2 separate regions of the Ovis aries genome follow, and region 1 is linked to region 2. The links are chromatin contacts, called in public Hi-C maps. All regions are on one chromosome and are shown on one strand. The core of a region is the stretch at or near the end of the contact, and the rest is flanking DNA. Distances in the headings are between cores, read along the strand shown.

The links. A called contact is a pair of places that touch in the nucleus more often than the background predicts.
Region 1: a contact with region 2 is called in a Hi-C map of hypothalamus, with 2.9 times the contacts expected there. The contact joins the promoter of PACSIN2 here to the enhancer-like site in region 2. A contact is called at or near these places in 13 of 16 Hi-C or Micro-C datasets (blood, hypothalamus, liver and 6 more).

What each region holds. Positions count from the first base shown.
Region 1 is chr3:219,719,602-219,726,378 of ARS-UI_Ramb_v3.0, forward strand. It overlaps PACSIN2 (protein kinase C and casein kinase substrate in neurons 2), which reads right to left and starts at 3,323. Exons shown (of 10, transcript XM_060414287.1): 1 at 3,221-3,323.
Region 2 is chr3:219,621,101-219,627,479 of ARS-UI_Ramb_v3.0, forward strand. It overlaps PACSIN2 (protein kinase C and casein kinase substrate in neurons 2), which reads right to left. Exons shown (of 10, transcript XM_060414287.1): 5 at 5,292-5,447; 6 at 2,953-3,128; 7 at 985-1,105. Among named protein-coding and RNA genes, the nearest start is that of ARFGAP3, 30 kb to the left of the region's middle. Within about 2 kb of position 4,756, at least 13 of the 54 cell types and tissues checked have an H3K27ac peak or open chromatin away from gene starts, as enhancers often do. A contact at or near this core is called in hypothalamus, where this site is marked.

The sequences.
Region 1 (6,777 bases), core at 2,073-4,572, 97 kb after region 2:
CCCAGGGCTCCTAGTCTCCATCTACACTCTACAATCCCACATTCAAGGGAAGGAAAAAGTCACATAAATCTCATACAGCCATAGAGCACATTAATATTATACAAACCACTGCATATGTTCTTTCTAAAGTTATAGCAAAATTTCCCTCCCTTCATTTTCCTAAGGCTTCTTGCTGAGGCCTTTGATCACTGAGACAGCATTTTATTCATTTCTACACTTTCATATCTTGTTCTTTCAGTGCCTAATGTCAGGACACTCTCAAATGACATTTTAATATTGAAACTAAAGCTTTTATTCTAGGAAACAAGAAAACTAGAATCCACGATGCTCTGTTTTACCAAGCAAACAGATAAACATACAATCATGGGAATAAATGCAAGATAATATATTAAAGTAAGGCATTTTTGTCATGTTGTGTCTTTAATCAAAATACTAAAGCTTGTGCTCTTAGATGGCCATTGTCCCTGAAATAGTTACCTTTGGAACTACATGTATGCCAGGAATGTTGCATTGCACAGAATGCTTTGAGTTCTTCTTTAAAGATCATCTCCAGTTGGCAGAGCACAATCGTTTGAATACAAAAATCTGAAGGAATTCCTACACAGCCATCCTAGGGCCAGAACTGAGCCCATCAGCAACCAGGTTTCAGGCACTGACATGCCTTCAGGTATGTGAAAGATCCCAGCCAGGGCCATAAAGAAAGGTCTCTACGCATGGAATGCAAGCTGACTTCCTAAGGAAGGCACTGCCCTGGTGCCTTCAGGCATGCAGCTACAATTCCAAACAATTTTAATTGGGGAAAAAAAAAAAAAAATGCCAGCACCATCACTCACACGAATGTGGTCATTACAAAAATAATCTAGAGGGTGGCCTTCACAAAGTCACCAGCACAATCCGATGGCAGATAAGGCAGGCCCGAGTCAGATGAGAGGTCCAGGTGAGGGTGGCCAGAGAGCATTTGGTAACAGATATCATGATCTCTAAACACAAGCTGTTCTTACTATTATTAAGAAATCTATGCCATCTTTTTGATAATTCCATAACATCCTGGAATCAACCGTGACCCAGTCAGAGGAAGGAAACCTGAGCATGAGGCCCTTGTCTGACCAGATTTCCAAGTGGATAAACAAATGAGAAAATTTAAAGACAAATGCCCCTCAGCTCCCACCCCAGAAACTGCCTGGCCATCAGAAATCTGGACTGGGCATCCAGGAATGGGGAAAGCCAGCTATATGTTTCAGCAACAAGCTGTGTTCAAAACCCAGATATTGCTTTTATACATACTTACTTTTAGATTATTTAAATCTTATGACCTATATCTTACATACTTGAGGCTAAAAATAATAAAGTTCCAGTTCCCCAATAGTGTGAGTTAAGAATGACATTTCCATTCAAATGAGTTATCATTCTTCTCCCAAAAAGTGAATTCGGAGTACAGACCTAATCTCTCTGTTCTTCTGTGCTTCGTTCCTTTCCCACATAATAAATATCATCAGCCTCGTGGCCAGTTCCTTTAAAGCTCTCAGACAATTGTCAAGAGAAAAACACAGCACAGAAAAGTTTTTGATGTAGTGATCTCATATCTCAACTAACATAACCTCATCCAGGAGACTGTGAAACTCTAGAAGTAAGTGCACACAGATTATTGTTTCCCACATGACAAGAGAAATCCCAGTTGTAGTGGTTCCCCTTCAATGACTTTATGGGGAGGCTGTGGCAGGCTGGTGATTCAAGCGGAATAAGAAATTTCAGGCAGGAAGGGGAAGGCCAGCACTCAATAGGGACCACCTGCTTGGTTCCCTTGCCCGGGGCTCCAACCTGCCCATCCTTCAGCATATTGGGAATACTGGGGACCAAGGAACAGCAGAGAAAGGGAAAAACTGGTGTGAGCTCACTGCTTGTAGCCCAGGTTTAAAATCTCTGAGCTGGCCTCCTGATTTTCATCAGGACAGCCAGGGAGTGTTTGGTAAACAGCGTAATGAGTAGCCGGAGCCTCAGAGCAGCCAACCCTCCTTAACCACAGAAATACAGGACAACTGGGGTAAAGGAGAGAAAGGGAAGACCCAGGAATGGTGCACAGACCACACCTGAAGGCCATCTTCCCTCAGGCGCCTAACCCTCAAAGGCTGCAGCTGTGTGGGACCCGAGGAGACAGCACAGCTCGCTCCCCCTGACCAACTCCGTCTGAAAAGAAAGCCAACCCCCTCCGGTGGAAGCTGAAACTCAAAGAGCCACTGAAACGGAGCGGCAGAAATCACTACCTCTCCAATCCCAGGCCTCTCCGGATGCCCCAACGGCTGGAAACTCCAGAGGAGGGAGGGAGCTCCCGTTTCTAAAAAGCACGATTTGGGAAGACCCCTTGGGCCAACGGGGCAAACACCCCCAGCCTCTCTCCTGCCTGTCCCCCAGCCCTAGGACCTGCTCACAAGGAAGGGCTTGCTCCCCACGCCGCACCCCCGCCCACCCCATGTAAAGCCGGTGAGGGACGGGGAGGGTGGGGAGGAAGGAAATGGAGGACGGTCTTCAAAGCGCCCCAAACCAGCGCATCCGCATAAGTGTCCCGCCTGCTCTGGCCGCCCCTCCCCTCCAGGACACCCGCGGACCCGGCCCTGCCTTCTAAGTGACGCCGACCGGCCCGCCGCCTCCTCCTGCGCTCCCCACCGCCCCCGCGCTCCAGGGAACCCCCGCAGCCCTCGCTAAGTCCTCAGAGAGTCTTCCATCCCGCTAGGGCAGCAGCACTTTTACCTCCACGGGTCCCGCTCCACAACTTCTGTCTCAGCCGAGCCGAGGAGGACTCGTCCGCTCCCCTGTGGCGCCCCCCGCTCCCCGCCCAGACCCCGCACCCCACCTCGAAACCCGGCCCCCGCGCGCCCCCCGGAGGCCCCTCTACGTCCCCTCTGGCGCTCCCCTCGGCCCCCGGGCGCCGCTCAACACCGGTCCCCCACCCCAGCTCCCTCAGCGACTCGCCCCCGGACGCCCCTCAACACCCCTACCCCGCCCCCGGCTCCCTCAGCTACAGGAAGTTCGCGCGCGGGCGACGCGGCCCCAGAGGCTGCCCTCAGGCGCGGAGCGCGGCCTGACAGGGCGCGGGCCCCGCTGCCAACAAGCGCCCCGCGTCCGTCCCCGCCACCCACACATCCCGCAGAGCCCCAACCGTCGCGGCGCGTCCCTCACCTGGGCCGCCGCTGGTCTCCCGACACTCGGCGCGCCCCGCTCCTACCGCGACTGCGTCTCCAAGCCCCGGCTCCAGCTCCGGCCACGGCTCCCGCCCTCGCTCCGGCCGCGCAGCCCGGGCCCTGCCCTAACCCAGCCGCGGCCGCTCCAGCCGCCAGCCCCGAACGCCTCGCCCCCTAGCCTCCGCTGTGCTCTTCCCATTGGCTGCTGAGCGTCGGGCCCCGCCCCAACGGCACCTTCGGCTCCCCTGAATGGGCCGGAGGAGAGCCAAGGCGGCACGCCCCCTAGCGAGCCAAAGGGACCTCCCCTGGGCTTCATTGGTGAGTTCGCCTGTCCATCAAAGGAGGGGCGTGCCTACTTAGCTGACGAGAGGGCGGTTGGGGTCACTTCCCAGAGTCGCTCCAAAACTGTGGGTCCGTGAGACTTTCTCCCAGGATCCAGGAGTGTTTCAGCTTTGTGGACGCGCTTAGATGGGGGCCGAGGGAGGGTGGCACGGCGCTTAATGGGAATTCAGGGAAGGTAGTCTTTCTGAAAGTTTCCTTTCCAATGGCACTCACAGACACCAGTGTCATTAGGGCTTCTTAGATTCACTTGAGCCGGCTTAGTTTTTAAAAGCAGGACAGAGAGCGGTGTGTGGTCGCGCGCGTGTACAGAGCTCACGCGAAGGTTTGGGGATCCCAGGCCAAGTAATTTCCTAGGAGGGAGGCGACCCGGGGTAAACAGTAAATAAATGGCAGAAGCAGGGTCAGCCGTACCCCAGGCCTATACTGATTCCAAATCAACCGCCTTGAAATTCGGCCGGACGATGGTGCTGCAATATGGAAAAACGCTTAAACTAAAATGTTAAAAGGAAAAGCTGGATAAGAAATGGCAGGGACTCTTAAAACTGCTACTGTGTTTACACAAGAGTCTCTTCTAGTGGACAGAAACAGAGTGGGGTTTTTTCCCTTTCTAAAGTATTTGTTCGGTTACAATGTGGTTGTGATAATAATCATTGAGAAAGAGGGAAAGAAAGGCTGTGCCAGATCCAGCTACTGTCAAGAAGTCCCGGCCATTCTCCAGGACTCAGCCCACAGGGTCCACTCTGCCACCCAGAATACCTCTGGATCGTGTGCACAGAACCCAGTCATCACCTGAGGTCTCCCAGGCCTCTGAGAACTGGGTAAATTGCGGTTTGCCCTGCTTTTCCTGTGAGGATATAGTCATTGCCATGGTTTCTGAACAAGTCCCCATCACCCCTCCCTCCAGCCTCCCGCTCTTTTCCAGGTGCCTGCTGGTCCTTGCCATCATCCCGTCTCCAACTGCACACACTCACACAGTCCCTCATCACACCAAGCACTGGGAAGGCCAGCAGGGGTTCCTGCAGCCCGGACCCCACAGGGAGGCATCAAGCCTGGCGCTGCCTGGCAACACAAGACACCTCTTGAGCCCTTTTGGCCTCTTGACCCTGAGCCCACTACCTGGCCACCTGACCAAGGGAGGCCTCTGGCCTCTGGCTCCCTTCTCTTCTCTCTCCTTTCTTCTAAAGACAAAAACAAAATTCCTATCATTTCTTTCCCCAGCAGTTTGATCAGCTCTTTGATTCTCACCTCTGTCCCCAGAGCTTATCAGATGATTTTTCCCAAGAGAGCTTCCCTTTCCCTGCTGTGAACATTCCAACTCTGACCCCTACAGAAATGTCACAATGTTGCATCCAGCCCCCTACTATCAGATCCAAACAGCCCTGAAGCTCCATCCTGCCTCTGCTCCCTGAGCAAGTCACTGCCATTCTCTGTACCTCTGTGTCTCAGTTTTTAGCATGTGGGCGATGACAGGGCCCACCACCACACAGGGTGAGGAGTAAATGGGGCAAATCAGGTGAAAGCGAGAGGAGCCGCTCTGGATGGGCAGGTGTGGGTGCTTGATATCTGATCAGTTAATGTAGTTGCGCTCTGTCACCATCATTTTGCTCCCCATGAAAAACGTGCTCATTACCTAAGTCTGGGGCAAAGGCTGACGGGTCCTTTATTAGCCATTTCCCACTAAACAGCTGGGATAAACAGGCAGCCCAAGTTAAAACATACTTTTACAGGGACTTCCCTGGTGGTTCAGTGGCTAAGACTTCACACTGCCAATGCAGGGGACCCAGGTTCAATCCCTGGTCGGGAAACTAAATCCCACGTGTTGCAACTAAGATCTGGTGCAGTCAAATAAATGGTGCTCAGTTGCTTCAGCCATGTCTGACTCTTCACGATCCCATGGACTATAGTCCACCAGGCTCCTCTGTCCATTGGATTCTCCAGGCAAGAATACTGGAGGGGGTTGCCAAGCCCTCCTCCAGAGGATCTTCTTGGCCCAGGGATCCAAACTGCATCTCTTGGGCCCCCTGCATTGGCAGATGGATTCCCTACCACTGTGCCCAATCAAATGAATAAAATAATCTAAAAAATAGTTTCACAGAGAATAAAACAGTCTCCAAAAAATTAAAATATCCAGATAGTTATTGTACAGTGGTACAAGTACATCTTCCAAGAAAAAATTCAAAATCTGTTATAGATACTTATTTGATTGATAATTACAATATTTAGAGAATGTGCAGGACAGGGGATAGGGTGGATTGTGGATTCAGTGTGGGATGGATTTGAGTCCTGTCTTGCTTCCAGGAAGACTCAGCAAGGATATCAAACCTAGAAAAGGCCTCCAAGTGATCCCCAGAGGGTCACCATATTGAGTGTGTGAGTGTTCAGGCGCTCACTCATGTCCAACTCTTTGCGACCCCTTGGACTGTAGCCCACAAGGCTCCTCTGTCCATGGGATTTCCCAGGCAAGAATACTATAAATGGGTTGCCATTTCCTTCTGCAGGAGATCTTCCTGGCCCAGGGATTGAACCTGACTCTTCTGTGTCTCCTGTATTGCAGACAGATTCTTTACTACTGAGCCACTGGGGAAGCCCTGCCATATTGAAGGCAGTGATATTTAAGTGAGCCAAGGTGAATGGAAAGGATGAGCAAAGGCCCAGAGGCAAGAGATCCTGCTGTCCAGGGAGACAGGCGGGTTCTTCTTGGCTGGAGCATGCAGCTGAGCTGCGAGTAGCCATGCAGTTCTGGCAATCTGTTTTGCCACTCCAGGTCTCAGTTTTCTCAGCTGTAAAATGGGCATAATCACAGAGTCTGATGTTTAGAGAAATTGCCAGGATTCTTGAGGTCACTCCTGTGATGTTCTTAGGACATAGCTGGTACAGCCAGTGGCTGTTAAGGGTTTTACAAGGACCTCTTTGCAGTTTGTAAAAGTATTCTTTTTAAACATTTGTGGTTGGCCTTTCAGTAGCTGAGAAGTTGAGCAGATGGCCTGGAGGAGGGCTTCAGATTTCATCATCCTCCCAGCGCTTGGACCCTCTCCCGAAGCCCCTGGCTAAAATGGTTTGAGCCCAGGAGAAAAAAATATATATATATATGATTGGGACTTCCTTGGTGGTCCAGTGGTTAAGACTGCGCTTCCACTGCAGGGGTTGAAGGTTTGATCCCTGCCCTGGGAACAGATCCCTTAAGCCAAGCTCACTGCAAACAACAACAACAAAAAGTGATTAAAAAACAAAACAAAACGAGAACAGGTACTGTGCACCA
Region 2 (6,379 bases), core at 3,506-6,005:
GGCTAGACGAAGTTCTGTGTGGGGGGCCCTGGGACAAGACCCAGTATGGACCAGGCCACTGAAGCCCCGGCCACAGAGAAGATAGGTACCACTGTCATCCCCATATTACACATGGGGCAACTGAGGCACAACCAGGGCAAAGGACCTGCTCAGCATCCCACAGCGAGGAGGTGGTGAGGCAGGTCTGAGCACAGCCTGGGCTCTGGCCGTGATGAGTCAGAGGAAGCCAGGTGGCCGGAGCCCAGCGCCGAGGGGTTGCCTCAGCCCCTCCCGGGGAAGGCAGCTGCGGTGGCCCCGTGGAGCTTCCCCAGCCCCTGATTCACCATGATGTAGGGAGAGCCCTGCCCCCAGAGGGCAGGTCCTAGGACTGTGGCCACTGCCTTCTCTGGGGCCTTCAGGGGCCCGTGTACTGGGAACTCAACTGGCAGACTGGAAGAGTCCTGAGGGCTCTAGAACCTTGAATTTGTGTGTAAAGACACTGGATAGCTTGGACCCATGAAAATGAGAAAAGAAAGCTAATCCCGCACCAAAGCTGACTGAGTTTATGTAAGGAAATAAGAAAAGGACCCTCTGTGTAAGAACATACACTCTGAGACCGTGCCTGCTCCCGCCTTGGGCCAGCGGCTTCTGAGCTGGTGTCCCTGGCACTCCAGGCCTGGAGCACTGTGGCCACTCCTTCCCTGGCCATCCTGCAGGGCTGAGCAGGGGCCACCAGGGCCTCTCCACAAAGGGAATGCCGAGGGTCAACAGGGGACCGTCACAGTTCTCACAAAGAACATAACTGCACCTTTGCCAGAGACTCAGAAGGCCCCTCAGCAGTGCCCAAAGCCCCTTGGAACACTAAACATCTGCTTGGTCTCTAAGGTGGCCGTATGCAAACGCTGCCATGTCAACAGGGCACAGGCCAACTCTGAGCTGGAAGGAGAAAGTGCAGCACTTGGCGCTGTGGGCCCAGGTCCCACCCAGGCCAGCGGGTCTTCCTACCTCAAACTGGGGCCAGTTCATGGACATGCCTGGCCCGTGATTGGCTCTGAACCACCTCAGGTCCTCCACTGCGTCGGCGGCTTTGATGCTCTGCTCCAGGTCACGGTAAACGTTTTTGTAGCTAAATCAGAGAGAAAAGCATGACTCTTTTGGAAGGCCACCAGTCAGCCTTGGCCAGGGCCTGCCCAGAGTCGGCATCAAGGCCTGCAGCCACATCAGGGTCGGCGTGACAGTGCAGATCAGATGCCTGCCCTGGTGCGCTGGACAGTCATCTGGCCGTGATGCACACAGAAGGGGAAAAATGACAGCCGTGGCGTAGAAGCCACAGCTTCAGGTTCTGACAAATCAAACCAGGAGGCAATAACCTGGTTTTGTTCTGCGTCAGATAATATAAAAGGTGCTGGCATCTAGGCCACAAGGGCCCCAGTCTGCGGTGGTTCCATTTCACCAGGTCCACAACTGAGTGTCAGGAAAGTTGCTCCTCACCCCTTCAAAAAAGCTGGTAGGTTTACATTCAGCAAGTGAAGACTGGCCAGTGCTGTGGGGGCTGCACATGCCGTCGGTCAGCTGGGGGAACTCCTGCTTCTGCTCCACAGCCTGGAGCAGCTCGCCTCCCTAGGAAGCTGCCCGTGAGGACAGGACCACCACACTAGGTCTTGGAGCTCTCGCTTCTGGTCTGTGTGGCCGGGAGTCATTCCCCCTCTTGGGGCCTGTGCCCACTCTGTCCAGTATGCACAACCCACCTGTTATGGGGTGAGCCATGTCCTCCAAAAAAGATAATGCTGGTGTCACCCCAGGGGTCTCAGGATGAGAGCTTGTTGGGAAATGGGGTCTTTACAGAGGTAATCTGTAAATTTAAAAACCCACCTTTTTATAAAAAGGGGGAAACTGGGACACAGGGACAGAGAGGGGACGATGTGAAGACCCAGAAGATGGCTGTGTGCCTGGAGGGATGCGTCTGCAAGTCAGGGAAGGACCCTCCCCTAGACCAGAGCTGCCAGAGGGAGCGAGGCCCGCTGACACCTTGGTTTCAGAACTGCGAGAGAATAAATTTCTGTTGTTGTAGGCTGCCCAGGTATCAGCATTTTACGATGGCGGCCCTAGGACACTATTAGACCATCTGTTCCTCAGGGTGGCTTGGAGGACTAAGTGAGGCAAGGCAGTTACTCCACACAGAGGAGCCTGGTAGCCCCACCCCGCCTCTGCCTGCAGGGCAGCCTTGGGCAAGTGACCAAACCAGGCCTAGCCTCTACTTCCTCATCACTGAGATGGGGAATAATGTCACTGACTGCACAGACACTCGTAACGACTCATTAATTGTTGGCACAGCAGCTGAACAACTGAATGCTTTTCTTATTTTTCAATATTAGAAGGAGACAAAAAGAAGGTAATTCCCTGTTGACAACAAGCTCTGACTTGTAGGTCATTTCTAAACGGCTCGGCTGTGTGGATGACACGTTGAGGCCTGGGGTTAGCACAGACCTCTGCCCTGATGAAGGTGTCATGGGACCAAAGATGAGGGAAGTGGGGAAGAAATATCATGGCCTTGTGTCTTCATTCAGCAATGAGGCTCGCGAACTGTGCTGCCCAAGGCCCTGCGGCCCTGGAAGTCCAGCAGCAGGCTGGCAGGCAGCTGCTCTGGATGGGAAGGAGCTTGTGAAAGTCCTCACACTAAGGCCACCCCTGGCCTGGGTGCACCAGCTGGGGGACTACTGGACTTGCCCCCGGGTTGATTTCAAATGTGTCACTGTAGCCAGTCCAAGCTGCAGCCCTCCCTCCCTGCCCAGACGCAGAGCTCTGCACCCGGAGCTGGCAGAGCGTGGCAGGAGGCCATCAGACTTGGGCCAGCAAGCAGCCATCCTGGATGGCAGGACCCCACAGGGCCGCAGGCGGGCTCTGAGGCCACCCCCACCCCTCCCCACAGTCTGGAGAGCAGCAACCCCGAGCTCCCTGGCGAAGGACACTCACCTGGCCATGTTCGACAGATCCAGGTGCTTCTGCACCTCCAGCAGGACTTCCCGGAAGAAGCGCAGGCGCTTCTCCTCGAACTGCTGGCACTGCTCGAACACCTGCTCCATGCTCTCCATGTACTGCGGCGTGCTCTGGCCCAGCTCCTTCAGGGACTTCTCGTACTTCTCTTTGCTCTACAACAGGGGCCAGGCACGCGAATGAAGACTCATTTCCACTCAGCCCGCTCCCCTCTGCCCGAGAGCGAGCGAGCCTGGCTCTGCACCACCCTGCCCACCTCTGGGGCATCATCTCCCTCCACCAGGTCCAAATCCATCACAGCTCGACTACTCCTCGGGTGACAACATGAAGCCTGCCACTGTGGGTGACCCTGCACCCAAGAAGCACCCCAGTCTGTCTCCTCTGCACCTAAGTTTCTGCCTAGAGGACTCAGACCCCACATGGCTCCTGAAGGACATTCCCCTCTCCCCCAGGCTGGACTGTGAACAGTCCTCCCCACCCCCCACACAGCCAGGCCTCCCAGGCTCATCCTGAGGCCCTCTCTACCTCCAAAGGCACCCTTGGCAAAAGTGTCTCAGTCCCCTATCCCCCCTAGATTCCAAAACCTGAAGAGCACAAGCTCCAGAGTCTGACAGAACTCCAAGTTCAAGTTCCAGCCCCTCCACTTCTGAAACACAACCATACTCCTGGCATCTGCCAGGTCTCTCAGCTGGAGTAAGACCCAGAAGGCAGCCACTGGGGAAGAGGCAGTCCCTCAGAGCCAGTGACCATGCCCCTCTCGCATGGGGAAGGACTGTGCCCCAGGTCTTGCCCACAGCAGCAGTGGCTCCCCAGCTGCCTTTAAGGCAGGACCACAGGGCTCTGAGCTCCACGGAGACCTGTGCTGTGCATTTCTGGGAGCCTCACTTTCCTTTTCAGCAAACAGAATACTTCTACTTCACAGTATCCTGATACTTAAGGTGACAGACAATGGGCACTGAGCTGCACCAAGACATTCAGACAGTCCTGGTTCCCTTTCCTCCAGCCCATGACACCACCTTCCTCCCTGATGACACCCCCCGACACACAGTTATTCCTTCCCAACTGTCCTCAAGAGGGGATTTCACCAGAAACAAACTACGAACATAGGTGTAGCCTTTTCTCGAGGGTGTTTAGGGACAGTGTGACAAGTCTAAAGTTAGCATGTTTCCCTTGCAGGGATGTGCATGAGGTCAGAAACCCACACACTCTTCCCTGCCCCGCCCCCCAACATATGACTTTGACAGTGAAGGGGACCATCAGCGTGATGGAGCTTCCTACGGTGGAGGGAGGGATGGTGGGGCTGGGGTCACCCATTTATCACAGTCGTTCTCACTCTCAAGACCCTGAAAGGGGCTTTGACCATGGATCGGGGGGTGGCCTTTGCTCTCTGCTCTTCTGTTGCTGACGACAATACGGGGCCTTCTGAGCAGGGAGTGGCCCTCCTTGAGCTTTTGCAGGCCTCAGGCCCGGCCCTGCTGCTTCTGGAGCAGCGTCTCTGCCCCCACTTGGGGGCAGCAGTGAGGAGCTTCGTAGAGGGCACAGCTCTCTCATGGTCACACCGCTGGGCGGCCGCTCCGAGCTTCCTCCATTTCCTCCACCACAAAACAGACGTGCAGCTGCCTAATTCCCCTATTTCCCTCGGCAGCTCTTCTAAGGCTCAGGACCCCTGCTTCCCCTCTGGGCATCATGCCCTAGTCCTGAAGCTCAGTGCTCAGCTCATCTCTAACTTCACCTCTCTCTCCAAAACCAGGCTGGGACTTCCTTCTGTGGACACTGCAGCAGGGCAGGCCCTTGATGGTGACAGCCTCCAGCCACCACCAGCCCTTGGAAGAGGGCACAGGATGGGAGTGGGGCCAGGGGCCAAGCTGGGAGCTAAGGGCTCCGGAACCCTTGCTCACATCTGCCCTCCCTTCCCAGGCTCTTAAAGCTTTTTCCAGCAGCTCTCTGTCAGCAATGTCCCAAGCCTTTACTTGGCCTGTCAAGCCCACCGGTCCTCACAGCCCTCCATACCAGCTCGCCCATCAGCTCCCTGCCGTTGACATTCACAAGCTAGTCCTTCCCGCCTCCTGCCTGCGGCCACCCCGGCCACCCCGCACCCTGCCCGCCACGCACAGGAGTCACACCCCTGCCTGCCCAGTGCTCAGTGCCGCCCTGTCCTGAGGCGGCACTCAGGGCTGTGGTGAGGTGACGGGTGATCTCACTGATGCAGCCATCTGTCCATGGATCTGACTGAGCAGTGACAAAGGCTCGTCACACGCCAGACACGTGCACGGGTGAGGCACGTGCTCTCAACATGCAAAAAAACCCGCACGATTTACCTTAAGAACATCCTGTTTGCACTTCTCTACTCTGTCTTGCAGTTTCTTAAGCTGCTCAGGGTTGAGGGACGGGTCGGCTCTGCTGTTGTTCTCGCGGGATATTGCCAGCTTCTCCTCCTTGCATGCTGCATGGTAGGCCTTCTTCGCTGCTTCAACCTACAGGGAGAAGGAGTTCCCAAACACCACATTTAAAGGTCAAAATCCTCGCTCAAGGTTACACAGACTGTGGGCAGTGCCTGTACTCTTAAGAGGACAGGGAAGATCAGGTGCAAAGCCGTGTGTCCAGCATAATCACAGCACGTTAAAACAGAGGAGCTCTTTCAGCGAATACTGACGGGGTGCCTGCTTTGTTGTCAGACACCGTCTAGGCAGAAGGAGTACAGTGCTCGACAAAGAGCCTAGCTTTCACGCAGCTCACCGTCTAGCTGGGGGAGGCAGCTGCAAGAAAGAGGAAACAGTAAGGCAGTGGCTGACAAACGCCGAGGAGGAGAAGCAAGCAGGGAAGAGAGGCAGGTGCACTGGTGGGTCTGGGCTATAGCTGTACGTAGAACAGCTGGAGAAAGCCACACAGGTGACCTGCAGTGAGACTGTGACGGAGGTGTGGGCCTGAGGGAAGAGCTGGCTCAGCAGCTGGAAACCTAACACAAGAGAAGTGTAACGTTGGGAGAAAGGGTCATAGGCCACATTCCATATTTTTAACGACTATTTTACATGAATACACACACATATCTATAGATATGGTGTGTGTGTGTGTGTGTGTGTGTGTGTGTGTAATTTAATAGATGCTTCTTAACTGAGCCAAGTCACAGATTTCATTCTAGAGCAGAAAGCTGAGTTTGTAACCAGAGCCTCATGAGGCAGTCCATCATCACAAATGGGACCAGAGACAAGAAAGAAGAGACAGGGGATGTGGCAAAATAGACAAGACACGGAGTAGACAAGGAAAGCCTGCTGTCACAACCCGGAGACGGAAGTCTGCTCAGGGTGACTCTGAGAGGGAGGGAGGCAGTGCGGTTCCTGAGAGAAGTCCGTGATGGGGATGGGACTGGCAGGAAGTAGGGGTACCCTTAGCAATGGGGTGGCCCAGG